Regions from separate parts of the Mus musculus genome. Here region 2 is linked to region 1. The links are chromatin contacts, called in public HiChIP or PLAC-seq maps. All regions are on one chromosome and are shown on one strand. Each heading gives the region's core, a stretch centred on a gene start, on an enhancer-like site or on the middle of the called end of the contact. The rest is flanking DNA. Distances are from core to core; before and after follow the strand shown.

Region 1 (6,335 bases), core at 2,150-4,649:
CTCTGAAATGTCCAGAATCCTGTAAGACTCTGCAGCCTGATTTCATACTTTCCCCCCACCTCCCAGAGCACTGGCCCACAGTACACAACACACCTGTCTGGGAACTACTGTTTGGATTTTGGATAGTTTCATGATCTTCTGGTCACCAGGCCCAGTGATGCCCAGACATTAAGATGGGAAAGGAACATTTGATTCTTTGGTGGCTGTGGGCACTGTAAACCTTACACAGGACTACAAAGGGAATCTCGATCGGTCACTGGCCTCAGCCCACATGCAAAGTTGTCTGAATCTGAGTCAGAAGGGAAGGTCAGGCCAGACCAGGGACAATCCCTACTGCCTGGCCATCTATCTGTAGGCATTGCTCCTCAACAATGGCTAGGCATCAGTCACCGGGAGGCCTGAAAAGCGTAAATAAATGGCCACCCTAGGCCGAGATAGACCCACTGAGCACTTTAGAGGCAGAGCCCAGAAGTAGTTTCCAAATGTAGCACAGGTGACAGACTGAGCTGTGAATCCAGGCTGAAGAGAATGCTCTGAACTTGGGGAAATAACTAGAAGTCTACATAGAAGACAAAAGCTGCTGGCTTTTTTCCTGGAGGCATCTGTAGACAGACTGGGCTGTTCCCAGCTTCCCTGGCACTCTAACAGGAAACCAATCAGGAGGCCACTGCACACAGCTGTTTAACCACCCAAGCCTTCCTTATCACCTTGGGAGAATGCAATAAAAGGTGACCTTCTTAACGAAATGAGCTTTGGGTTCGGCTAACATGACAGGAGCAGGTGCTTTGCAGCAGGCTGGCGAGGGACACAAATGATGAGCCTTTGGGAGCACCACCTCACTGCTCTCAGTTTGAGTTCATTTCTGAAAATGGAGGCCTGCTCATAAGGACTTTATCACCTCACTGCAGCAAAATCTCCAGGGAAGTGTCTATCCTGACATGATTGATTCCCTATGAGCAAAATACAACTTATGGCTGATGGGTCAGCTCAGCAGTCGGAGGTACTGATGCCCAGACCTGATACCTGAGCTCCATCACCTGTTCGCTAAAGACGGCAGGAGAGAACTGACTCCTGAGAGCTAGCGCGCTCTCTCTCTCTCTCTCTCTCTCTCTCTCTCTCTCCCTCCCTCCCTCCCTCCCTCCCTCTCTTAAAATCAAATATGAGATGTTTGATCTTAGACAAATTAGTCAACCTCTGAACCTCTATGTCTATAATATCCTCTTATAAAATTCTGTTGGATCTTAATTCATAATTTCCGCATGTGAGCTACCAACTAATTACACATATCTTACCAGTCAAAAGAGCTGTTAAGGTTGTCTGGAGTAGGGCTAAGGTGAAAGCACCAATCTGGGAATTAGGGAATCTAGAGTCAGCTCTTTGCCCTAACTTGGCTTAGCTGAGGGTTTGGCAAGGTCACTTCGTTCTCTGGGCCACATCACAAATATACCATACAGGGATAAGAATGAACAAATGTCACTCCACCAAAAAGCCCCGGAAGTTTCCCCTGTGGTGCCTTTATAACTCCTTGATTCACAGCAGACAGAATTACTGTAATGGTTCATGTACCGGCTAGGTGCTTTGACAGTCAGAGAGGAGCTTCGGATAAACTCAGGGGCATGGGCCCTCTGGCCACACCCACTCTAGAACAATGTAAAAGAATATCAACAATAATTCAAATTCCTTGAGAACCTGGGGGGGGGGGGAAGAGAGGCCACAAATTCCAGATCAGCCTGGGCAACACAGGAACACCTTGTCTGAGGGGAGAGAAAGGAAGGGGAGCAGGAACAGTGGGGAACACACCTGCAATCTCAGCACTTGGAAGTTAAGAGCCCAGCCTCTGTTTAAAAAGGGGGATGGGGTGGGTAGGTTTGGAGTTGCAAGCCTTTAATCCCAGCATTTAGGAGGCAGAGGCAGGCCATCCAGGGCTACAAAGACCCAATCTCAAACAAACAAACATACATACATATAACCAAAGGAGCTCCCTCCCCCATTAGAAGCAGGCAACTTCAGCCCCAGTGCTGGGGGCTGGGGGTGGCAGAGGTAGAAGGATCACTAGAAACTCCAGGTCAGCCAAGGCTACTCAACATGTTCTAGGCTAGCTGGGACCATACAGGGAGACCTTAAGAAGGGAAGAAATAATAATAATAAGATGCATGTTGGTAAGCCCAACTTGTCCACTTTTTGTTTGTTTTTGAGGCAGGGTCTCAATATGTAGTTCAGGCTAGCATTACATTCACAATCTTCCTCCCTTAGCAAGTGCTGGGACTACAGGCACACACCATGCGCATCCCCTAAACTGTATTTGAAGATTTTTTTTTAAATTTTTATGTATTTTTACTGTGAGTGTGTATTTTGAGACAAAGGCTCATTATGCAACCCATGTTGGTCTCAAACTCATAACCCTTTTACCTCAGCATCCTGGGATTATGAAACAACTCCTTTTTGCTTGTTTGTTTTGAGACAGGGTCTCTCTCTATAGTCCTGGCTATCCTGGAACTGACTATGTAGACTAGACTGGCCTTGAACTCACAGAGATCTGCGGGCCTCTGCCTCACTAGTGCTGGGATTAACGGCACATGCCATCAAGCTGGGTTTAAACAACTCGTCATAATTAGGCCAAGATGCACACATGGCTTGGTGGAAGGGAACTCGCATGAGAAACAGGTGAATTCCGGCACCTATTCCAATCACTAATTAGCCGTATCATTTTAGACAAGCCCCTCGGCCTCTGTGAAAGGCAAACAATAATCTCCTATTTAAAAACAGGTGTAGAATCTAGGTAGGCTGTCAGACCGTATGTTCAAATTTCTATTCTCACTGGCTGGGTGACTTGGGGCAAATGTTAATTTTAACTTTCTTATGCCTCGCTTTTCTCATCTGAAAAAAAAATGCAATAAATACCCCCAGACTGTTGCTGTGACAAATAGTCGGAAGCATCCACTGAGACAAAGGAGTGACTGCCACAATCTTCAAACCAATATGGGTCAGTAAACTCTGGCACCGGTGCCTCGCGGGTCCTTGGCCGCCGGAAAGCACCGGTGTCGGGTCAGCAAGCACGCCCTGGGGTCTCGGCATCTGTAGGACAGCAGAACCCTCTTCCTCGGACCCTGTCCTCTCCTGGCAGTCCGCCGCCCGCCTCAAAACCCTCCAGGAACCCCAGCTCCCTCCCCGGTGGCGGCGCCGACTCTTACTGGACGACCTTGGCTGGATCCCCATGGTTGCCATAGACCAGCGCCCGCACCCGTGACGGCTCAGAGAGAGCGGAGTAGGAGGATGTGGTCCGGCCGTGGCGGTACCAAGCCTCGAGGAGACCCGCAAGCTGAGGTGCCCGGGCTCGCGCCCCTGTCACTCGCTGGCTGACCAACATGCTGCTTCCAGCACTGGCAGAATCCGGCGCTCTGGACTACGTCATTCGTCCGCGACAGCAAGCCTGAGCCCCGCCCCGCTCGTGACCGCGCCCCCTTCTTTAAAAGAGGCCGCTCGCTCTCTGCCCAGGTATTGGTGTAGGGTTTCTCCCGGACTGGTGTGAGGATTGAGGGTGGGCTACGTAAGGTATTCAGAGACCTGGAGAAGTTGCACAGCTAGCCAAAGCAGCCTACCCATGAAGAGAGTTCAGAACTGGCTTAAAGCTGTGACTGCTGCTTGTCGCGTGGTGTTTCCGGGAAGTCATTTACATTCTGGCCTCAGTATCCCCTTTGCACTCTTTATTGAGATACCACTGTGCCAGACTTTTTAAAGTATCATTTCATCTTCAGTTCCCCCAGAACAACACAAAGACTTTATCAGCCCAGCATCACCACCATCATCAGTTTTTCGAGACAGGTTTCTTTGTGTGTTCCAGGCTGTCCCTCTGTAGACCAGGCTGGCCTCAAATTCAGAGATCCGCTTGCTTCTGCTTCCCAAGTGCTGTGATTAGAGGCATGCTCTACCAAGACTTGGGGACTTCTTTACCCAGAGTTAACATACCAGGAATACCAGGCTCAAATCCTAGCAGCTCTTTCCTAGCTTGGGCAAGTGAGCGCAACTTGGAGCCTATTTCTCATTGATGCCATGAAAATGATATACCTCATTTCAGACGGTTGTGAGGAATGGATAAAACATTAGAAGAAGCCGGGTGGTGGTGGCGCACGCCTTTAATCCCAGCACTTGGGAGGCAGAGGCAGGCGGATTTCTGAGTTCGAGGCCAGCCTGGTCTACAAAGTGAGTTCCAGGACAGTCAGGGCTACACAGAGAAAATCTGTCTTGGGAAGAAAAATAAAAACAAAACATTAGAACAATGTTAAGGAAAAATAAAAACAAAACATTAGAACAATGTTAAGGTTGACAGGATAATACATTGTAAAACCATCAAGCTGTTCAGCTATGAGAGGGGTCCCATGAAGGAAGATGTCGTTTAAAATGCTCACAGCATACAAAGAGATTGGGTGGGAAATGAAAATTCTTTGTAAAAGGTATTAACCTGGAAAGACGCAGGTTCTTAGTTTTGGTGGAAAAGAAACATCAGCATAAATAACCCGTCCGTGGAACATTTGTGTACATGCAAGTGTGCACTGTTGCAGGCTGAAGAAAGGGAGCAAGGAAGTGCTGCAGGAGGCAGTCCTTCCATTCCCAAACTGCGTGCATGGAAATCAGATGAGGTTCCATTTTAGGACTCCTGATTTAGAAACATGGAGAGAGGTACACGATCCAAAGGTATACATTCTTAGACGTTCCCCAGAGTCCGGTGATGTGGTAGCCCAGGAAATAAGTATCAGAGAGCGTTTGAAAGACAAAGATGATTGACCCAAAGCTTGCCGTGGGAAACAAATTTTTCTCTGAGGAGGAGAGCCCACCAAAGCATAGAGATTAAGGTTTTGGGAACTGGACTCAGGCAAATCTAGATTTGCATCCTGGTTCTGCCATTTCCTGGATGTTTGGTTTTGAATTCGTCACTTGGCTTCTCTGTGCCTCTGTTTCCCTCATGGTTAAAATGAAGGGAACTGAGCTAGGGAGGTAGCTCAGTGGTAGAGCACACTCAGTGGTAGCACGTGTGAGGTCCTGGGTTTGATCTCTAACAAGGCAAAGACAAAAAAAGCTCAACAATAATCAAGAGACTAATAGTCCCAAGGTTGTCTTGAAGACCGAGGGAGCGAGTACCACTTGAACCACTTAGCACACTGTTTGACATATGGAACGTTCTAAAACGATTCCAGGAATATGGTGTGAGGATGAAATGAGAGCTATCACTTTGTAAAACACTGGGGTTTGACTCAATAACTGCATTTATTAGAGAAATCTGATACCTACCAGTAGGGGAAAAGTCTGTTCTCACAATAGGTGTGCACTCACGTGAACACCTATTTCCACAGTGACAGGGAGGCATACTTGTGCCAGAAAGTTCACAAGGTCCCTCTGCTGCATCCTCTAGGTGACACTGGGATGTTCCTCTTTATCCCCTCACCCCCACCGCCCACTGGCTCCTCCTCCTCCCCAGGCAGCCAACTAGGAAAGTCTGGAGAATCAGGCTGGAAAGTTTTCCTCCTTAAGGCTGGATTTCATCTCCCTCCACACCCTTTCACCTTTCCCTTTGGTCTAGGCCATCTGGCAGTCACACAGTTTGAGAACAACCGGTGAAGGGGTTTAAGCCTATTGGCCTTAGCTTTGCATTCAAGACCATATGCACTTTGATGCCTACCCTCTTTCTGGCTTTATCTTTTGCACTGTACATAGCCAGCGACCCAACTACACCCAACTCCGCCCTCACCAGCTCTTCCTTGTCTTACGCTTTTATTCAGGTTTCGATCGACTGAAATGAATTTTCCTGTCTAACCTTCCAGGGGAATTCCAGGTTCACATATTGTTCTATTGAGCAAACCCCAATGCCTTTGTAATTTCTCTGGGCTAATGTTATGGCCTTTAGGATACTATCTTGTAGTTATTTATATGTCCACTTCCCCCTCCAGGCAAAATTTCATCTCCGGGATGCCAGCACTCAATATGGGGCCTAACACAGGATAGGCATCATAAATATTCCATGAGTTGCAGGTAATTGAATTTCTTCCTGACCTGGCACTGACTGTGGTACCCTATCCTTCTCCCTAGATTTGGGGCAGCCACTCCAAGCCAGGGCTTTTCTCTATCTTGCAAGGATTGTTGAAGTTTGTGGCCCTTTTTAAAGCAAAGGGGAACAATGTTCTCTTCCTCTGTTTACCTGTTGCTAACACTGGCACACCACATTCACCGTAGTCTCTGAGGCTGTCCTCTGACCAAGGAGCAAGAGAACGTGGAACCGATCAGATTTGAGTTCAAATCCTGACACCTTTATGGACTGACTGAGTGACCTTGCGCAAATACAT
Region 2 (6,319 bases), core at 3,757-6,256, 58 kb before region 1:
ACACTTGTGCGTGTATGGCTGTTTTACCTTCATGTATATCTGTGCATCACTTGTGTGCCTGGTGCCCATGAAAGTCAAAACTGGGCATTAGATCTCCTGGAACTGGAGTTGCAGATGGTTGTGAGCCACCATGTGGGTGCTGGGAATTGAACCCAGTCCTCTACAAGAGCAGCCAGTATTCTTTCTTAATTGCCAACCAGTCAGTCTCTCCAGCAACCTTTCATGATTTCTATTCATCTTTTATAGTCCATATTTATGAATATTCCAGTAAGTCAGGAGAATTATTTTTAAATGATTATATTTTTGTGTATGAGTGTTTTTCTGGGGCACATGTATGTATACTGGTGGCTCTCAACCTTCCTAATACTGCGACCCTTTAACAAGTTCCTCATGCTGTGGTGACCCCATAACTTTTTTTGCTACTTCACAACTCAAGGATTGCTAATTATGAACCATAATGTAAATTATGTTTTCTGAGGGTCTTAAGCCAACTCCCAAGGAGTTCATGACCCACAAGTTGAGAACTGCTAATGTGTAAGTGTACAGTGGCCAGGAGGGAGGGATGGGTCCCTGGAATTAGCTTTATAGATTGTTATATGCGGTGAGTGTTGGCAAGCAAACCTGGGTCCTTTGAAAGAGCAGCTGGTGCACTTAACTGCAGACTGAGATGCTGGGAACCAAATTCCTTTACAAGAGCAATACGTACTCTTACCTGCTGAGCCCTTCCTTCCAGCCCTGGATGAAGTCTTTTTTTAAAATGTCAGATCCAGTTGGATCCACTACATACCCCTAGCTGGCCTGGAACATACTGTGTAGACCAGGCTGGACTCAGAGATCTGCTTGCCTCCACTGTCCCAGTAGTAGGATTAAAGGGCTGCCCATGATGCCCAGCCCCTAGCTTGTCAACTCACTCCCATACCACCATCCCTACATTCAGCGTCTGTTTCAATAATCTACATTATGGTAAGGAGGAACAAGCCCAGGGCCCACACATGCCAGGCCAGTATTTTTAATTGCACACCCCAGCTTCTATGGTTTATAGAATATAGGATTCTTATAAATAACACATAGCTGGGTTTTGCCTTTTCAATCCACCCTGACTACCTTCATACACTATGGGACCTAGTGTTGGAATAGCGTGTCAGTGCTGTTTGTTTCCCATTCTCTAACCCCCGTGGGGCGGTGGGGAGCAGAGGCCTGGTATGGAAAAAGGCATGTGTGAGCTCAGCACGACAGAGCAGACTGCAGTGTCAATCCTCATTGCATATTTGGGGTTAGGGAGTCATGAGCACAAGTCTCACCACTGAGATGAGGACAAGCTTTGCCCTGTTGTTGCCATTGTGGGTGACCTGGGCTTGGCCAGCTGGACTACTGGGCAGGCTTTCTATTAAATCTTCAGGGCAATTAAAATCTCCCTAGCAAGCAAAGAGATGGCTCGGTGGGCTAAACCACCCGCTGCCAAGTAGTGTGACTGAGGTTCAGCCCACACGGCTCAACGTGGAGGGGAGAAGTGATTCTCCTCACACAAAACTAGTAAATGTAATAAACTATGCACAGCAGGGTCATCTGATCATGTTGTACTCTTCTTATCTTTAAGACAAGGTCTCAGACCTGCCTGCCTTTTCCTTTCAAGTGGGGGGATTACAGGTGTGAGCCATTGCTATCCAGTAATTTAGAACTTAGAAAAGGGTTGAGTGCAGGAGTGTGCATGCAGCTTGGTGCATGTGACCCGAGGACAGCTCTTGAGAGCGGACTCTGGCCTGCCACCTTGTGGAAATCTGGAGATTGAACGAAAATGCACACAGGCATCCTAACCCACTGTGCCATCTTGCCAGCCCCAGGTCTTTTGAAGGAACGCACATTCAGTCCTACGGCAATCCTGCTTGACTTGAGGACTCGAATCTCAATTGTTAACTCTCACTTGCTGTGACGTCACGTCTTTATGTAACTATCACAGATGAGCATCTTACAGGAGAACCAGAGTAGCTCTACAGCCTTCACTTGCCACGGGCCGCGCTGGCTGAAGCACTCCACCTTTAGGCTTTCCTCTTTATCTACGGACACCCATGCATACCCACTCCATAGGATCAGGGCTGGAGAGCAGGTCTTTCTCTGCACGCAATGCTGCTGCATGAAGCTTCCCTGGCTGCAACAGGGCCGACGACAGATTCTGAGATGTTGTTAATGTCCGTGAGCGTCTGTGTCTTCCACTGCAGACAGAGGGCACCTCACATCTTGCTTGGGCGTCTTTATTCAGAGCTTCCTGTTATGAGAATGCCAGGAGAGCCCACCACCAGGGACCTGGGTGCATACAGAATTTTCATATGGTTGCCCCAAAAGATCAGCAGTTAGAATCCATGACTAAAAATTCCCAATGTCCACCACAGAGCTCACTGGAGAAATGTAACTTTTTGGCTTTTAAACAAAGCCAAACAGGAACAAAGCTTACATTGTGAGATGGAAAAGTTATGAGTTAAATATATGAATTTTTAACAAAAAATTAGGAGTTGCAGAGATAGTTCAAAGAACTTGCTGCTCTTACCAAGGATCTGGGTTCAGTACCCAGCCCGTGTGCCTCACTATCACCTGTAACTCCTGTTTCAGGGAGGTCCTGGCCTCTGTAGCACCAGGCACACACAAGCCATACAGGGCTGGAGAGGTGGCTCAGTGGTTAAGAGCACTGACTGCTCTTCCAGAGGTCCTGAGTTCAATTCCCAGCAACCACATGGTGGCTCACAATCATCTGATGCCCTCTTTTGGTGTGTCTGAAGACAGCTACAGTGTAGTCATATACATAAAATAAACTCTTCTTTAAAAAAAAAAAAAAATCATCAGCCAGGCGTGGTGGCGCACACCTTTAATCCCGGCACTCAGGAGGCAGAGGCAGGCGGATCTCTGAGTTCGAGGCCAGCCTGGTCTACAAAGTGAGTTCCAGGACAGCCAGGGCTATACAGAGAAACCCTGTCTCGAAAACAAAAAAACAAGAAAAAAAATACAAACAAAAAAATTCCCCCCAAAACAAAACATTCATACAAAAAACTAAATGGAAATATAAAATGTCCACATCCCCATTCTTACAGGGTAAAGTGAGGAGCCCTCCAGGATTGATGGAACATCACATGTATGATGCAACCCTTTCCAAATTACCTTGGTTAAAGGAAATAAGCTTAATACAGAAGAAACTGTGAAAGTTCATGTCCGAGCTGGGCTTTTTCACGGAACCGAGCTCCTGTGTAAAACCGTCGTAAGCTCAGAGATATCAGGAAAGAACGACCATATTTGGAATGAACAACTGGAATTTGATATTAATATTTGTGACTTACCAAGAATGGCTCGATTATGTTTTGCTGTTTATGCAGTTTTGGATAAAGTAAAAACGAAGAAATCAACAAAGACTATTAATCCCTCTAAGTATCAGACCATCAGGAAAGCCGGGAAAGTGCATTATCCTGTCGCATGGGTAAATACCATGGTTTTTGACTTCAAAGGACAGCTGAGGTCTGGAGACGTCATATTGCATAGCTGGTCTTCGTTTCCTGACGAGCTGGAAGAAATGCTGAATCCCATGGGGACTGTGCAGACGAACCCATATGCCGAGAACGCCACCGCCTTGCACATTACGTTCCCAGAGAATAAGAAGCAGCCGTGTTAGCATCCTTGTCAGGATGCTGCACTGATGAACCCAGATAAAGGGAAGGTGAGTTCAAGAGTCTGGGAGGTTTTTTAGTTTGGCTGCCTGGTCTGTCCTGGGATTCCATGGTCCAATCTGACCCAATTCACCTACTTCTCCAAGAGCTCAGAATGGCCATCCAAATCTCCCACTGCCATGTCTCACTGGTCTTTTATACCCTCTCCTGACCACACTCCATAACATTTTTTTTTTTTTTTGGATAGTGTTTCTCTGTGTAGCCCTGGTTGTCCTGAGACTCACTCTGTAGATCAGACTGGCCACCGAATTGCTGGGATTAAAGGTGTGTGCCACCACCGCCTGGCCTGACGTCTTGTGCTGCCCATACAGACCCCGCCCCCTGCACTCAAGCTCCTCCCCATACTTCCTCTGGGCACCATCACTGCTGGGCTTAACTACCACTTAGTCAAACCCACATGGCCTGTGCTTTTTACCACTGAGGGAGGCTGCCTTCTCAGAAGGCCCACTTGCCCTTAGTGCTGACCATTTACAGGCAGGTCATGGACTCCGGGAAGGGAGAAAACCATCTGATTTTGTATTTCCAGGCCCTGTAGGTCTGGCTTATGGACAAGCAGTGTGAACTCTAGGGACAGATCCCAACAGACGCCTGCATAGCTCCCAGGTTGGCCCATGCACTAAGGAGGCCAGGATCCACCTTGCCACACGTGCCACCCCTCAGCACCATCTCAGGCACCTCCTGAGCTATGACAATTAGTGCGAGAATGACTGGGGCATGGTATTCCAGTGGCATACCCCTGGTTTCCGGTGCAGATTTTACGGTGACAAGAGGATCATGACAAGACCGACAGGCACCAGAACCCCCTCTGCTCATGAAGAACTCACAGGCGACACGGCTTCCAAATGGCCTCACTTCTCCTCAGCTTGACCACAGCTTCTCAAGAGAACCCCAGAACCCCAGACTCTTGGGGACTTGCCTTCATTCTGCTGGGTGAATATTCCTTTGGGAAATATTGCTTCTCACCACAGGGAAAACAGCAGGACAGATGACACACCAGGAAATGCCATTTAGATTCAAGCGCGGTGAAATTTTGTCAAGCAAAAATAGTCTTTATTCAAATTTAATGGAAACAGGGGTCACTATACTTTGCAAGACGGGGAAAAATAAAATTAAAAAAAATCTTTCCTTTTAATATAAAACAATATAATCACAATACCAGAATGTGGAGCTCCTACAGTGTTACTTCCTAGGGGCTACGCAGGGATCCGTTTCTCTCCACTGTGCTATTCACAACGTTGGTAAGTCCAGAAACAGGAAACCGAAGTGGTGGGAGACTGAAGACTTGCACTTTCACTACGTGGCACACATCAAAGGGCATCGATTCAAGGGCAGACGGCTGAGCTCAGCACACCTACCTACGCCATCACTCCAGCCTGAGAAGCCAGCCGTCTGGGTGCCGAGCTCCCTATAGCCGTGGCCAGGCCTGAAAGGCAGGCGTCTGGGTGTCCTACTGTGAGTAAGGGGAGGTCTGAGGAGCTGCTTTCAGTAGAGCGGGAAGGCCTGGCGCCTGGAGGCTGACCGAGGAAGCACTGAGATTGAACAACTGAGACACACCTTTAGGGAGTTAATGTACAGCAGTGACGGGTGTTCTACTTCACTCTTGTGCTACGGCTACCAACATGTACAAAACACTTCTCGGCAGTTCCAGCGTGGCAGAGCCAGTTAGGACCTTGAGTGGGACCTGGATCTAGACCGGGAGGGCGACCTGGAAGCAGACCTGGATGGAGACTTGGACCGAGAGCGTGTTTTTGAAGCCGATTTTGACCTGGAGCGCGACTCTGCCGGGACATTGGGTTTGGATTTGGAGGTGGATCTTGACCTGGCCCGGGGCTCTGGATTGGGGGCCTCGCTCTCACCCTCTGCCCGGCTTTCCCTCTGGCCAGACTCTGCCTTGGCATGTTCGCGCTCCTTTGACACCGAGCGGGACGGTGACCGGGAGTGGTCGGTGTCCTTCTTCTTCTTGCTGCTGCTGCTACTGACTTTGCTGTCCCGCTTGCTGCTGTGTTTTCGGCTGCGCTCGCTCTTGCTGCGGCTGCGGCTTCGACTTTCGTCCCTGCTTCTCTTCCTTCCCTTCCGCTTGTCCTTGCTGCGGCTGCGGCTCCGGCTGCCCACCTTGCTCCGGCTGCGGCTGCGGCTCTTGAGAAGGCTCTTCTCCTGGCTGCGGCTCTTCTCCTGGCTGCGAGCCCTGCTCACGCTCCTTCGCCTCTCCTCCTCTGCTCTCCTCTCCTGGCTCCTGCTCCGACTTTTACTGTCATGGCGGCTGGGGCTGTGGCTCTTGGCTTTGCCGGCGCTGTCGTTGTTTTGGAGCTTGTCCTCGGCGTGGTCTTTACTCTTACTGCGGCTCTTGTCAGGGCTGCGGCTGCGACTGCGGCTCTTGTTGTCTTTGCTGGGGCTCCGGCTTTTCTCCTTCTTACTGCGGCTGCGGCTCTGACTGCGACTGCGGCTCTTGCTGCGGGAGTGGGAACCTGACCTGGAAGACAGAGGAGCCGGGTGAGTAATGGGTGACTAGCCACTTTCTGTCAGGAACTGGAGAGAGCACGGGCATGCGTGTGGGGCGTGGGAGCAGGGGAGCTGCAGGCCCACCTGGATCGAGACCGGCTCTTCGAATGGCT

Evidence for each region. HiChIP or PLAC-seq counts read pairs in DNA pulled down with a chosen protein or histone mark.
Region 2: a contact with region 1 is called in an H3K4me3 HiChIP or PLAC-seq map of embryonic stem cells, with 2.3 times the contacts expected there. The contact joins the enhancer-like site here to the promoter of Mecr in region 1. A contact is called at or near these places in 1 of 15 datasets of contacts at CTCF or cohesin (CD8 T cells), 6 of 484 Hi-C or Micro-C datasets (the HL-1 cell line, Th1 cells, embryonic stem cells and 2 more), 2 of 115 datasets of contacts at active chromatin or transcription factors (both in embryonic stem cells) and 3 of 9 other capture datasets (adipose tissue, liver and pancreatic islet).

Annotation. Positions count from the first base shown.
Region 1 is chr4:131,840,535-131,846,869 of GRCm38.p6, reverse strand. Mecr (mitochondrial trans-2-enoyl-CoA reductase) reads right to left here and starts at 3,399. Exons shown (of 10, transcript NM_025297.2): 1 at 3,192-3,399. The coding sequence starts at 3,367.
Region 2 is chr4:131,900,123-131,906,441 of GRCm38.p6, reverse strand. Srsf4 (serine and arginine-rich splicing factor 4) reads right to left here. Exons shown (of 6, transcript NM_020587.2): 5 at 6,291-6,319; 6 at 4,717-6,177. The coding sequence ends at 5,370. It overlaps Gm12992 (predicted gene 12992), which reads left to right. Exons shown (of 5, transcript NR_102393.1): 5 at 3,081-6,319. It also overlaps the pseudogene Gm12978. Among named protein-coding and RNA genes, the nearest start is that of Gm12992, 17 kb to the left of the region's middle. Within about 2 kb of position 5,006, at least 14 of the 459 cell types and tissues checked have an H3K27ac peak or open chromatin away from gene starts, as enhancers often do. A contact at or near this core is called in Th1 cells and embryonic stem cells, where this site is marked.